Linked DNA regions of Mus musculus: regions 2 and 3 are each linked to region 1. A link is a contact called in public promoter capture Hi-C data. All regions are on one chromosome and are shown on one strand. Each heading gives the region's core, a stretch centred on a gene start, on an enhancer-like site or on the middle of the called end of the contact. The rest is flanking DNA. Distances are from core to core; before and after follow the strand shown. Region 1 holds the start of Cdk20 (cyclin-dependent kinase 20). Region 2 holds the start of Spata31d1c (spermatogenesis associated 31 subfamily D, member 1C). Region 3 holds the start of Zfp369 (zinc finger protein 369).

Region 1 (4,073 bases), core at 1,267-3,766:
TGGATGCTAGTTCCTGAAGGGATGCCTAAGAAGAGGTAGCTAGTGAAGAAGATAGAAAGACTGGGGACAAATCTACTCCATGTTTTTTGCATGCATCTGTGTGTTTGGATGTACCCATGGCTGAAGTCATGGGTCTTCTCTCCTTTTTTTTAAAGATTTATTTATTTATTATATGTAAGTACATTGTAGCTGTCCTCAGATACTCCAGAAGAGGGCATCAGATTTCGTTATGGATGGTTGTGAGCCACCATGTGGTTGCTGGGATTTGAACTCGGGACCTTCGGAAGAGCAGTTGGTGCTCTTAACCACTGAGCCATCTGGTCAGCCCTGAGTCTTCTCTTTAATTGCTCTCTACATTATGTGTCGAGGCAATGTATTCCTATTGAATTCAGAGCCTTCCCAATACACTAATCTGACTAACCAGCTTGCTCCAGGGGTCTCCTGTCCAGTACCTTATAAGTACTGGACTCACAGGTGGAGTATCGCACCCACCTGACATTCACCTGGATTAACAGTTCCCACCAAGCCATTTCCCCATCCCCTAGTTTTTTGGTTTTTGTTTGGTTTTGTTTTTGTTTTTTTTTTAATGAAAACTTGGGACTAGAGAGACAGTTCAATGGTTAAGAGTACTTGACGCTCCTGGAGAGGACCCAGATTTGGTTCCCAGCATCCACATAGTGGCTCACAACCATCCGTCTCCAGTTCCAGGGAATATGATGCCCTCTTCTGGCCTCAATGGGCACAAGGCACACACACAGTACACACACATAAACACATGCAAAATGTTCCTACGCATAAAGTTAAATATAAATTAATTAACCAGGTAAAATGGCAACGTCAGGACGGCTGTCAATCATCAGCATCCTTATGGGTCTTGAACCACCTGTCCCACACATAAGCTGCCTGGAAAGCCCTTTTATTTTCAACAACAACAAAAAGGAACCACCTTAGTGAAGGTTTTATTTTGGCAGTAAACCAGCATTGGAACAAATAAAAATACACACCTACATTCAGACAGTACACATGTTACACACAGTACACATATATAAACACATATCTCATGTTATAAAGATGAGGTATGAACACATATCTCATCTGCAGTAAATTTTGAGGCACACACCACTACACTTCACAATACAGGAGCACACAAACTGATTCCATCACACATAAGCTCTCAGGAATCAGACTGAGACCAATTCCTCAGTGTCACTAGTGCTGTGTACAGGCCAGAATTTTTAGGAGGCCCCAGGGGCATTCTGGCAGTGTCACTCAGCTGCAGACCCATGAGCTGATGATAAAAGCCAAGCATTCCCCTGTGCTTAACAAAGACCCTGAAGAGAAAGAAAGAAAGAAAGAAAGAAAGAAAGAAAGAAAGAAAGAAAGAAAGAAAGAAAGAAAGAAAGAAAGAAAGAAAGAAAGAAAGAAAGAAAGAGGGAGAGAGAGAGAAAGAGAGAGAAAGAGAAAGGAAGGAAGAAAGGAAGAAAGAAAGAGAGAAAAGCAGGGTGAACGGAGGGTGACCACACATGAAAGTCTTTAAGATATCCTTCAGAACAAAGTAGGGGCTCAACGGGTGCAAACTGCTGAGAAGTCAGCATGGTTAGGGGCATAATTTAATGGCCCAGCACCTGTCTAGCATAAGGAAGGTGGGAGAGCAGGTATAGGAAGGAAAGGAGAAAACAAAAAGAAACACACACAATAGTTAAAGGGGGGGGGATGCATAAACATATGAGCAATGGGTGTGTAAATGAGAGAGAATGGGAGGGTTAAGTACTCAGGTGAGAGTGGATCTGGGAGCATAAATAAGGAGTAAGCAGGAGGGGGCAGAATGGGGATTAGAAAGGACTCCTTTAAAGTGTATACTGGTGAGTAGAGAGGGATGGAAATGAATGAAAGTGGTCGAGAAGCTGCTGTCTTGGAACCTGCCACCGGTCTTGTTCACCCGAGCCCTGCATGACCACCTGAGCCCAGCCCCACTCACATATTGACTGTCCTCTATCTCCTGCAGAGCCTTGATTTCTCTGAGGGCCTGGTTAGGAATACCATCCTCCAGCCGCCGCAAGGCCACCTTCTTGAGGGCAACGATCTCGCCAGTCTGTGCAGGAAAGAGTGCCGACACTGCCAGAGACCTTTGGCAAGGTAGGGGCAGGGAGAGAACACCCCAGGAGCGAGACACCCCACAGAGACCCGCCCCTAAGTCGGGAAGATCTGAACCGACCGCCAGGGGTCGCGCTCCCGCAGTCCGGCCGCTGGAAGCGGGATCGCCACAGATGGGACCCCGCCAAGTATCCTAAAGAGACCTCTGAGGCGCGCCCGCGCGCGCTAGCAGATCTCTACACGGAAAGACTGCAGAGGGAGCGCAGTGGGCATCCCTCGGACTGCACGTGCGGCATGGTCTCACCTCTACGTGCTTGGCTTTGAAGACGATGCCGTGGGCGCCCTCCCCGATGCGACCGAGGATGCAATACTGGTCCATGTCGGCCCGCGGTGCCCAGATCCTACTCTACAGGGATCCAGCATAGGCTCCTGCAAGCGTTGCCTAGCAATAACGCGTCTAGCAGCTGCTCCGTAAAGCACGTGACCGGAAAGACCAGTGCTGAGCTCAGTCAGGAATCTGCATCCCCTCTAGGCAGCACCTTTCCGCAGCCTTCGGCAGTCACTCTATCGTAATCTAACGCTCCAGGACGTGGCCATAGCACCACGTGACAAGAAACGCTGGTGCGTGGGGCTGAGAGGGGCAGGGCTACGCATGTAAAGGGTGTGTTCATTCGCCCAGAGGCGGAGCCTCTGGTAGGGAGGTGGATCTGGTGGAAGACTTCCAGAAACCAGCAAGAGTATCAGGTGGCAGGCACTCACTCAGCCGCTCTCTACATTTAGGCCTCTTTGTAACTGACGCAAATCATTGTTGCAGACAAGCACAGAGCTGAGTCGTGGAGTGTCTTAGTTAGGATTTTACTGCTGTGAACAGACACCATGACCAAAGTAACTCTTATAAGGACAGCATTTAATTGGGACTGGCTTACATGTTCAAAAATTCATCCTTTGTTATCAAAGGAGGGAGCATGGAGCATCCAGGCAGGTATGTTGCAGGAGGAGCATATTCAACTGCAGGCTGCTCGGAGAAGACTCGCTTCCAGACAGCAAGAGTATTAAAACCCACTTCCACAGTGATACACCTACTCTAATAAGACCACACCTGCTAATAGTGCCACTTCCTAGCCCAAGCATATACAAACCATCACATGGAGAATCACTTGGGTCTTTGGTCCCCAAAGGGCATCATGAATCCAAGTACCTTTTTTAAAAAGCTTACTAGCACTGACGATAAAGCTCCTTTGGTGAGGTGCTTGCCTAGAGTGAACAAAAGCCTTTGGTTCGACTCCCTGTACCACCTATGTTGGTTGCTCTAAATCACATCTGCCGTCCCAGTACTTGACAGGGTCTTATTAATCTACACAGTGCGATGCATCCTGCTTAATAAGAGACCTTATCTCAAAATAGAGAGAGGTGTCCACAAGTATATGAGATGACGACCAGCACCCCTACTAATTAGGAAAAATGAAATCAAACCACAATAAGATATCTTACACCCTTTAGGATGATTACTATCAGGAACGTAGATGATAAACCTGATACAGTTGTTCTGACTATAACTCTTGTATCCAGCAGGCCAAGACGAAGAGAATCTCAAGTACGAAGCCAGTATGGACAAGGTTACCTGCTAACATGGTAAAGCTGTGGAGAAATCAAGACAGAAGAGAGGGGAGAAGAACCTACACTAACGTGGGAAGGCAAGGATGCCAAGAAATTACCACTTTTGTGTGCGTTTGTTAAAAAGTGTTTCAGGGGTGGTTGCTCACTCCCTACAATCCCAATACTAGAGAGACTAGGAGTTGCAGGAGGATTGCCTCAGGTTCCAGGCCAGCCTGAGCTACAGTGTGAGACTTTCTCAAACCCAAAAGAAACGAAACTTTTAAATAGAATATGAAACTAGCCAGGCTCTATGGACTGGCTGTGGGACCCTCTTCTCAGGGAATGAGATAAGTGAAAGTTTTTGCCATACCTGTGGCACACAC
Region 2 (3,957 bases), core at 559-3,058, 600 kb before region 1:
CTTGCTGTGATGGAGATACCCAAAGCCTGTGTGTGTGTGTGTGTGTGTGTGTGTGTGTGTGTGTGTGTGTGTGTATTCATTTTATGACACCCATGGCTTCCAGAGAGGCTATAACCTCTCTCCATGCTTTTCATCTGTGTACTTGTCTCTTTTGATACCCTTCCCATGACAAGAGCAAGCTGTGCTGAGTCTCTGTGATGTTTTGATCATAAGAAAAGGAGGCCCAGGAAAAAAGGAGAATAATACCTTTGCACAACAGACAGCAGCTCTCTCTGTTCCTGTGACTTTCTCTGGGTAATTCTACAACCTGGGAAAGCAGAAGTATTAGTTGTAGGTAAGAAAGGTGGAAATATCAAACAGGAGTCACTTTAAGGAAAATACTTGGGCTATTAAAGTAAACAGACAAGGTCAAATTGTCACTAAGATGGCTCACATGTTATGTGTCTTTATACAAAAAAATCTTTATCTACATTGTCCCATGTGATGATACTTAAAACACCATATAAAGCACACAGGCCTTAGTTTCCTCAGAGGTGTATGGGCACCTACATGTTAAGCATGTGTATCATACCAGAAGGCAGGAATGTGTGGCTCTAAAACAACCAGCCAACCAAACAACCAAACAAACACGTAGTGCTCCCTGGACTTATCCAGTGCTCACTGTATACATGGAACACACTCTCCTGATAGTGCATGTCAGCTTCATGTCCACAGGAGTGCAGAGAGGGAACTGACTCTGGTATGTTTATCACGCTGCCTTCCAGTGAGTCTCTCCTTTGAGAACTATTTCTTGTCAGTTAATTATCTGGCAACTTTACATCCTCAGATCATAGACCTAAGACCTTATGGAAATGACAGGATGGTAAACTGGGAAGAGGAGATCCAGCAGATAGATACCTACCTTTAAGTGACTTCCTCCTTTCTTTGTTAGCTGAGCCCTGGTACTGTGGACATAGAGAAATGAACAAGGTGTTAGAATTTTCCCTCATGTTTATTTTCTGAAGAAACCCAGATTTCATAAACCAAGATTATTATGACATTTGTTCAGTTAATGAAATTTAGTTCTTTCTTAAATTAACTTTTGGAGGTGACCTGATGTTTTCTTTTTCCTTCTTTGGGAAATTAAAGGAGAATTTTGTCTGTAAGAGCTATACTTGGAGTTATCAGTTAGAAAGTTGAGGCCAGCAGCAACATCTGTGCTTTTCTGGAGACAGGATTGTCCAGTGGGACAAAGCTTGAGTTTCAGGTTCTTCTCAGAGCCTTCAAGAAGTCAGCACTGCTTTCCTGACCAGCTCAACCTGGCTGATTGTTGGGTAAATCTACATGCAGGGTGAGAAATAAGCCTGGGATTCTCATTCAGGTGTTCAGCAGGAGAAGCTATTCTCCTTTGAATATTTAAGTGAAAACTTTAGTCCTCTCTGTATTCCTCCCATGCCAGGACTCATGCCCTAGGACAGCAATGTTTTTTTCTCTCCCCAGTGTCCCATATCAGTCATGTTTCTGAGACAGACAGGCTCATCCAGTACTAAATCCAGTACTCATTGAGTTCTGTAGTACATCAATAAAAAATATCTCTTGGGGGTTCATCATACATCCTCACCTTTTTGATGTCCTGACTTTTCCAAGGTGGTGGGAAGAATTGTTTCAGTATCAAATACCACAGGTATAGAAGAATAGACCAAACTCCACTCAGAAAGATGTAATTGGAGCCAATATCCAAGAATGCTGATCCAAAGCCTAACCATGATCTATTTAGAAAAGAGAGGATGTTCTCCATACACTGAGTCTCATGGATGCCTGAGGTATATGAGTTCTGAGATTGCATGGGCCTCACTGTAGGCCTAGGTCTGCATCACAGAGCAAGGGAGAGTCATAGAGGGTTTGTGAGGACAGAGAGAAGGGTGAGCCCTCAGATCCTCCCTCCCCCTCCTCCAAGCTCCTTCACTGACTTCTGCTTGAGACTGCTGCTCTGTTTCCACCCCTCCTTCCTTACTTCACTTTATGTTCCTCAGGGAACTTTCTTGTTACCTCTGTAATCTGGATGCCAACCCATTCCCCTTTAGTGTTTGCAGCTCTTGAATTGGAGTCATTCAGTTCTCCAGACTAGAGTGTCCAAAAGGATGCCTTGAAGTTTAGCTTTGGGCCAGATATTTAGTCTCAGCAGCACAAATGTCCTCCCTCTAACACAGCAGTCTCAAAGTTGAGGGTTGTGACCCCCTTGGATATCAAATTGCCCTTTCACAGGGGTCACATATCAAGATATTCTGTATGTCAGATATTTATATTGTGATTAATAACAGTAGCAAAAGTACAGTTATAGAAATAGAAATGAAATAATCTTATGGTTGGGAGTCACCACAAGAACTGTATCAAAGGGTCACAGCATTAGGAAGGTTGAGAACCACTGCTCAAATATAATATTTCTTCTCTACAGAATGGCTCTTTTTCCGAATCCAGCTATACAACAAAAGTATTTCCTCATACATTTACTTTTGTGAATATACCATAGCAAACTTTGCTTCAGTCAGAAGGACAGGCTGAATTACAAAACTAACATAACTAAAAGATGTGTATACAAACTTCAAACCTCTTGGGCTAGTGGGATATTCCATTTACTTTTCTGGAGTGATTGAAGCTTTGGGTAGACCAAGATTTCACAGATAACTAAACTTCTTTTCAATTTTCCCCCCTCAACAACCATCCTCTGAACTCTGAACATCCATCCTTCACCAAATTTCCAGGTAGCTTTTTCCTACCTGGAAATAGTGGTATGTATACATCTGTATCTGCTGCCTGTCTCTAACCCTTAGCTTTGTGAACATCAAGTGGCATTTATGTTTTGTTTAACACAACTCTCACTTTATAGTCCAAGCTAAACTAGGTCTCACCATATAGCCCAGGCTGTCCTCGACCTTGTAAGCAATTCTTTTGTCTCAGGTTTTCAAGGGCTGGAGTTATAGATATACACCACCACACTCAGGTCGTCAGCAGATGTTTACTTTGGTTTCGGTTTTGGTTGGTTAGCTGATTGGTAGGGACTCATGTGACAAAGGATGTCCCCACTGTAGCTAAGAATGAACTTGAACTCCTGATCCTCACAGGTGTGCTGTGCCACCATTCCCTGCTCTCATGGCAGTTTTTTTTTTTTAAAGATTTATTTATTATATATGTAAGTACAATGTAGCTGTCTTCAGAAACTCCAGAAGAGGGCATCAGATCTCATTACGGATGGTTGTGAGCCACCATGTTGTTGCTGGGAATTGAACTCAGGACCTTCAGAAGAGCAGTCAGTGCTCTTAACCACTGAGCCATCTCTCCAGCCCATCTCATGGCAGTTTTTGAGGACAATTTCTTATCCTATTTCTGTCTTTCTTTTTTTTTTAATTACGTATTTTCCTCAATCACATTTCCAATGCTATCCCAAAAGTCCCCCACACCCTCCCCCCGCCAACCCCCTACACACTCATTCCCGTTTATTGGCCCTGGTGTTCCCCTGTACTGGGGCATATAAAGTTTGCCTGTCCAATGGGCCTCTCTTTCCAGTGATGGCCGACTAGGCCATCTTTTGATACATATGCAGCTAGAGTCAAGAGCTCAGGGGTACTGGTTAGTTCATAATGTTGCAACTACAGGGTTGAAGATCTCTTTAGCTCCTTGGATACTTTCTCTAGCTCCTCCATTGGGGGCCCTGTGATCCATCTAATAGTTGACTGTGAGCATCCACTTCTGTGTTTGCTAGGCCCCGGCCTAGTCTCACAAGAGACAGCTATATCACGGTCCTTGCAACAAACGCTTGCTAGTGTATGCAATGGTGTCATTGTTTGGAGGCTAATTATGGGATGGATCCCTGGATATGGCAGTCTCTAGATGGTCCTTCCTTTTGTCTCAGCTCCAAACTTTGTCTCTGTAACTCCTTCCATGGGTGATTGTTTCCAATTCTAAGAAGGGGCAAAGTGT
Region 3 (4,507 bases), core at 1,969-4,468, 850 kb before region 1:
AGAAAGTGGGGAAAAACCTTGAAGATATGGGCACAGAGGAAAAATTCCTGAACAGAACAGCAATGGCTTGTGCTGTAAGATCAAGAATCGACTAATGGAACCTCATAAAATTGCAAAGCTTCTGTAGGGCAAAAAATACTATCAATAAGACAAAAAGGCCACCAAGAGATTGGGAAAGAATTTTTACCCATCCTAAATCTGATAGGGGACTAATACCCAATATATACAAAGAGCTCAAGAAGCTGAACTCCAGAAATTCAAATAACCCCATTAAAAAATGGGGTACAGAGTTAAACAAAGAATTCTCAATTGAGGAATACCGAAGGGCTCAGAGGCACTTGAAAAAATGTTCAACATCCTTAATCATCAGGGAAATGCAAATCAAAACAACCCTGAGATTCCTCCTCACACCAGTCAGAATGGATAGGACCAAAAATTCAGGTGACAGCAGATGCTGGCGAGGATGTGGAGAAAGAGGAACACTCCTCCATTGCAGGTGGGATTGCAAGCTTGTACAACCACTCTGGAAATCAGTCTGGCGGTTCCTCATTAAACTGGACATAGTACTACAGGAAGATCCAGCAATACCTCTCATGGGCATATACCCAGTAGATGTTCCAACTGGTAATAAGAACACATGCTCCACTATGTTCATAGCAGCCTTATTTATAATAGCCAGAAGCTGGAAAGAACCCAGATGTCCCTCAACAAAGGAATGGATATAAAAAAATGTGGTACTTTTACACAATGGAGTACTATTCAGCTATTAAAAACAATGAATTTATGAACTTCTTAGGCAAATGGATGGATCTGGAGGATATCATCCCGAGTGAGGTAATCCAATCACAAAACAAGTGTCTTGATATGCACTCACTGATAAGTGGATATTAGCCCAGAAACTTAGAATCCCCAAGATACAATTTGCCAAACACAAGAAAATCAAGAAGAGGGATGACCAATGTGTGGATACTTCATTCCTCCCTAGAATGGGGATGAAAATACCCATGGAAGGAGTTACAGAGACAAAGTTTGGAGCTAAGATGAAAGGATGGACCATCCAGAGACTGCTCCACCCGGTGGTTCATCCCATAATCAGCCAACAAACACAGACACTATTGCATATGCCAGCAAGATATTGCTGAAAGAACCCTGATACAGCTGTCTCTTGTGAGGCTATCCCAGTGCCTGGCAAATACAGAAGTGGATGCTCAAAGTCATCTGTAGGATGGAACACAGGGTCCCCAATGGAGGAGCTAGACAAAGTACCCAAGGAGCTGAAGGGTTCTGCAACCCTATAGGTGGAACAACAATATGAACTAACCAGTACCCCCAGAGCTCGTGTCACTAGCTGCATATGTAGCAGAAGATGGGCTAGTTGGCCATCATTGGGAAGAGAGGCCCCTTTGTCTTGCAAACTTTTTATGCCTCAGTACAGGAGAATCCCATGGCCAAGAAGTGGGAGTGAGTGGGTAGGGGAGCAGGGTGAGGGGAGGGTACAGGGGTAAATGAAGAAAATATCTAATAAAAAATTTAAAAAAAAAAGAAAATGTCAGAGTTGGGTGGGGGCAGGTAGAGTCAAGCCTGGCATTGAACTTCTAATCCTCCTCCACCTCTGAAGTCCTGGAATTAAAAGCGTGCTGCACCCACCCAAACAAGTGTTTATTAAAGTGGAGCCTGGCTTACCTACTGAAATCATGTTATTGAGGTTCTCCATCATGATTTCCCTGTACAGGCACTTCTGTTGGCGATCTAGCAGTGCCCACTCTTCCTCGGTAAATCTCAGTGATACATCTTCAAACTTCACAGATTCCTAAAAGCCATAAGATGCAGTTCAGCCGCAGGTTTTCCTCTTCCATGGTGTCAGAAAAATAGAAAGGCTGAGCAAGATGACCCAGCTACATTTTACTTATCTCATGTTCCTTTGTCTGAATCCTTGAGCAAATCGGTCTGACACTAATCAGGGGACAAGTGAGACTGTGGTCTATGAAAACCTGTTCATTTCTCACTAACCAGGGGATAGGACTGTTGGCTCCCATCTATACCTCTTTTCTTGTTTTTGAATTATCACTTCTTTAAAGTAGCTGCTGAAAACTAAACATGAGCCTCTTATCTTCTAACACCTGTCAGTTTCTCTCAACCAGATCCCCAGCTTTTGTTGTTGTTGTTGTTGTTCTGTCGAGATAGGGTTTCTCTGTATAGCCCTGGCTGTCCTGGAACTCACTCTGTAGACCAGGCTGGCCTCAAACTCAGAAATCGGGCCTGCCTCTGCCTCCCAAGTGCTGGGATTAAAGGCTTGTGCCACCAAAGCCTGGCCAGATCCCCAGCTTTAAAAAAAAAAAAAAAAAAAGTTGAAAAGGACTGGTGAGATGGCTCAGTGGGTAAAGGCTACCAAGCCTGAGTTTGATTGATCTCCAGGACTCATGTTGAAAGAAGGGTAGCAATCCGGAAAGGTGCCCACAAGCAGGCAATAGCACACATGTGCATACCCACACACAAAATAAATGTAATAGAAACATTTTTTGTTTTTGAATTGAAAAGCTTCAATCTGGCTTGCCTCAATCTGGCTTGCCAGTTCCAGTTCAGAAATCGGTTTGTTTGTTTCTTCTATTCTAACCCCCCTCTTGGGCAGTCCTTCAACTCCTCCCGTAACTCTAGGGTATTTGAGAGCAAACATCTCACCACTAGCCGGCCCCTGAGCCGTCACAAAAGCTGAAAAGAAGCCTTTACTCACATGGGGCCAGGTTGTTGGAAGCGTGGAAGCCATACTGTCCTCAGTGTTCTCTAGCGGTAGGAGGCAGAATGCTGATCGTCCTGAAGGTGGAAGAGGCACTAAGGAATGTGCCCAGTGGCTCCCCCACTTCTGCCCATATTCCGACCTCTGCAGGACATAACCAGTCCGCCCCAAAATTGCCAAGTGCCCAGTGAGTCCTCTCCCCGACTCCCATAAGCTTACAAAACAGGTTCCCCTCTAACCGAGAGGGGATGGTTGATGTCCTCCAATCCAGAATGCGGTCGGTTTTCTTAAACCGTGTTCCCCATCTAGAACGGGATGCCTCCTCAGGATCCGGACCCACGACTACACACCTTCTCCGGGGTCCATAGAAGTGGAGCCACTAACGAAGCCGACACTGGACTCCGGAGGCTGCAAATGAAACAGAAGATAGGAGTTGTCCCCGACGGGCTTTCACGCAGCGTTACGAGTGCTTGCGATAAACACAATGGCTCTTGCCTGTCGGTCTAGCCCCTGAGTCGGCTCGCTGGTCCGGACTACAACTCCCAGGCGCCCCCGCGGACGTCGAGCGGCGGCAATCTGTTGGCGTCCTTCCTGTTGGCAGGCTAAGCCGAAGTCCGTAAGCGTCTGCTACTGGCTGCTAAAGAACTAGGATGAAGCCTTTGAAGGAGGCTACTAAGATGCTAAGCATCTCCGTGGACAGAGACCGAGACTAGGAGGGAGTCGAACCCACTAACAGGAGCAAATGAACTTGGACAAACCGGAAGAAGTGCTGGTGTTAGATCGGCTGGGGGATGCTCGCCTTGTAGCAGAGTAAGGAGGGCGGAAGGAGGGCGGAAGGAGGGGACACACAGAATACACAGCTCGACTAGTGTAGAGGGGAGGGACCCGGATGGGGACTGGCTGTGGGTCGAAGGCAAGAGAAGACAAAGTCATTTAACCGAGTTTCCTTAGGGGAAGGAGAAAAGAATGCAATCGTGCTGTAGTTTCAGCGGTGTCCTTAAAGGGAGAGGAAGAAAGGACTAAACCGTAGAAACAGAAAGCCATTAGGCATTGGAATTAAAATTTTACTCGTTTCTATGAGAGGACAGGCGTTTGCGTCCAGATCTGTAGAGTGAGCAGGGTTGTATGGTTTAGGCAGGGTTGTATGGTCTTACAACGTTTAGGTGGTAAGTGTGGAGACCTGGTGGACTTGAAGGATATGGTAGGCTACACTAAATGTCCTCTCCAGTTTTCCCCAGCAGAGGAAGGGATGTAGTGAAAATTCTAGAATTTTGGTTTCTTGAAAAAAAAAAAAACCAAATATTATAAGAAGGTGCTTTTATTTTGATTCCGGGTATAGGGACGTAGGGCTGCTTCCGACTGCCTGAAGCAACTGACCATGATTTATTTGCCTTGTGCTCTAGCAGAATCGCGGTTCTGTCTGCAGCAGAGTTTTGGTAATTGTGTTATATTTGGAACTCTGGGAACTTTTCAGAGGGTATATAAATGTTAGAGCCCGATAGGCTGGGGGCTGGGGTGGGCCAGTTGTTGGTTGTATAGGGAGGAGGTTGGTTGTAGTTTGTTAGTAGCTGAGGCCAAAGGAGAAGCAAGAGAAAAGAAATCAGATTCGGGGATCTTCCTAATCACTCTCTCCCCTCTACTCTTGTTCCTTTCCTGTCTAGTGTTAGGGGGTAGAAAGGGGGGTAAGGATAATAATGGGAGGAAAAAGAGAACCGACAAAGTAGCAAAGACCAGTTACAAAGGGACACGGAGGATCAGAGATGTATGAGGAGA

Evidence for each region. Promoter capture Hi-C pulls out the DNA fragments that hold promoters and counts their contacts.
Region 2: a contact with region 1 is called in a promoter capture Hi-C map of embryonic stem cells, with 6 times the contacts expected there. The contact joins the promoter of Spata31d1c here to the promoter of Cdk20 in region 1. A contact is called at or near these places in 23 of 39 promoter capture datasets (the 3T3-L1 cell line, 3T3-L1-derived adipocytes, the C10 cell line and 13 more), 2 of 15 datasets of contacts at CTCF or cohesin (embryonic stem cells and stem cell-derived epiblast-like cells), 6 of 484 Hi-C or Micro-C datasets (differentiating embryonic stem cells and embryonic stem cells), 2 of 115 datasets of contacts at active chromatin or transcription factors (bone marrow-derived dendritic cells and stem cell-derived neural progenitor cells) and 3 of 9 other capture datasets (adipose tissue, embryonic stem cells and liver).
Region 3: a promoter capture Hi-C map of the SN4741 cell line shows a contact between it and region 1, with 7 times the contacts expected there. The contact joins the promoter of Zfp369 here to the promoter of Cdk20 in region 1. A contact is called at or near these places in 19 of 39 promoter capture datasets (the 3T3-L1 cell line, 3T3-L1-derived adipocytes, the SN4741 cell line and 12 more), 1 of 15 datasets of contacts at CTCF or cohesin (the NIH/3T3 cell line), 8 of 484 Hi-C or Micro-C datasets (the C2C12 cell line, CD4 T cells, CD8 T cells and 4 more), 20 of 115 datasets of contacts at active chromatin or transcription factors (astrocytes, bone marrow-derived dendritic cells, bone marrow-derived macrophages and 11 more) and 4 of 9 other capture datasets (adipose tissue, embryonic stem cells, liver and 1 more).

What each region holds. Positions count from the first base shown.
Region 1 is chr13:64,430,996-64,435,068 of GRCm38.p6, reverse strand. Cdk20 (cyclin-dependent kinase 20) reads right to left here and starts at 2,516. Exons shown (of 8, transcript NM_053180.2): 1 at 2,399-2,516; 2 at 1,979-2,092. The coding sequence starts at 2,473. 1700015C15Rik (a long non-coding RNA gene) reads left to right here and starts at 2,633. Exons shown (of 3, transcript XR_873594.1): 1 at 2,633-2,715; 2 at 3,664-3,818.
Region 2 is chr13:65,030,909-65,034,865 of GRCm38.p6, reverse strand. It overlaps Spata31d1c (spermatogenesis associated 31 subfamily D, member 1C), which reads right to left and starts at 1,808. Exons shown (of 4, transcript NM_001083890.2): 1 at 1,601-1,808; 2 at 902-944; 3 at 247-307. The coding sequence starts at 1,777.
Region 3 is chr13:65,277,565-65,282,071 of GRCm38.p6, reverse strand. Zfp369 (zinc finger protein 369) reads right to left here and starts at 3,218. Exons shown (of 8, transcript NM_178364.5): 1 at 3,085-3,218; 2 at 2,732-2,811; 3 at 1,684-1,810. The coding sequence starts at 3,100.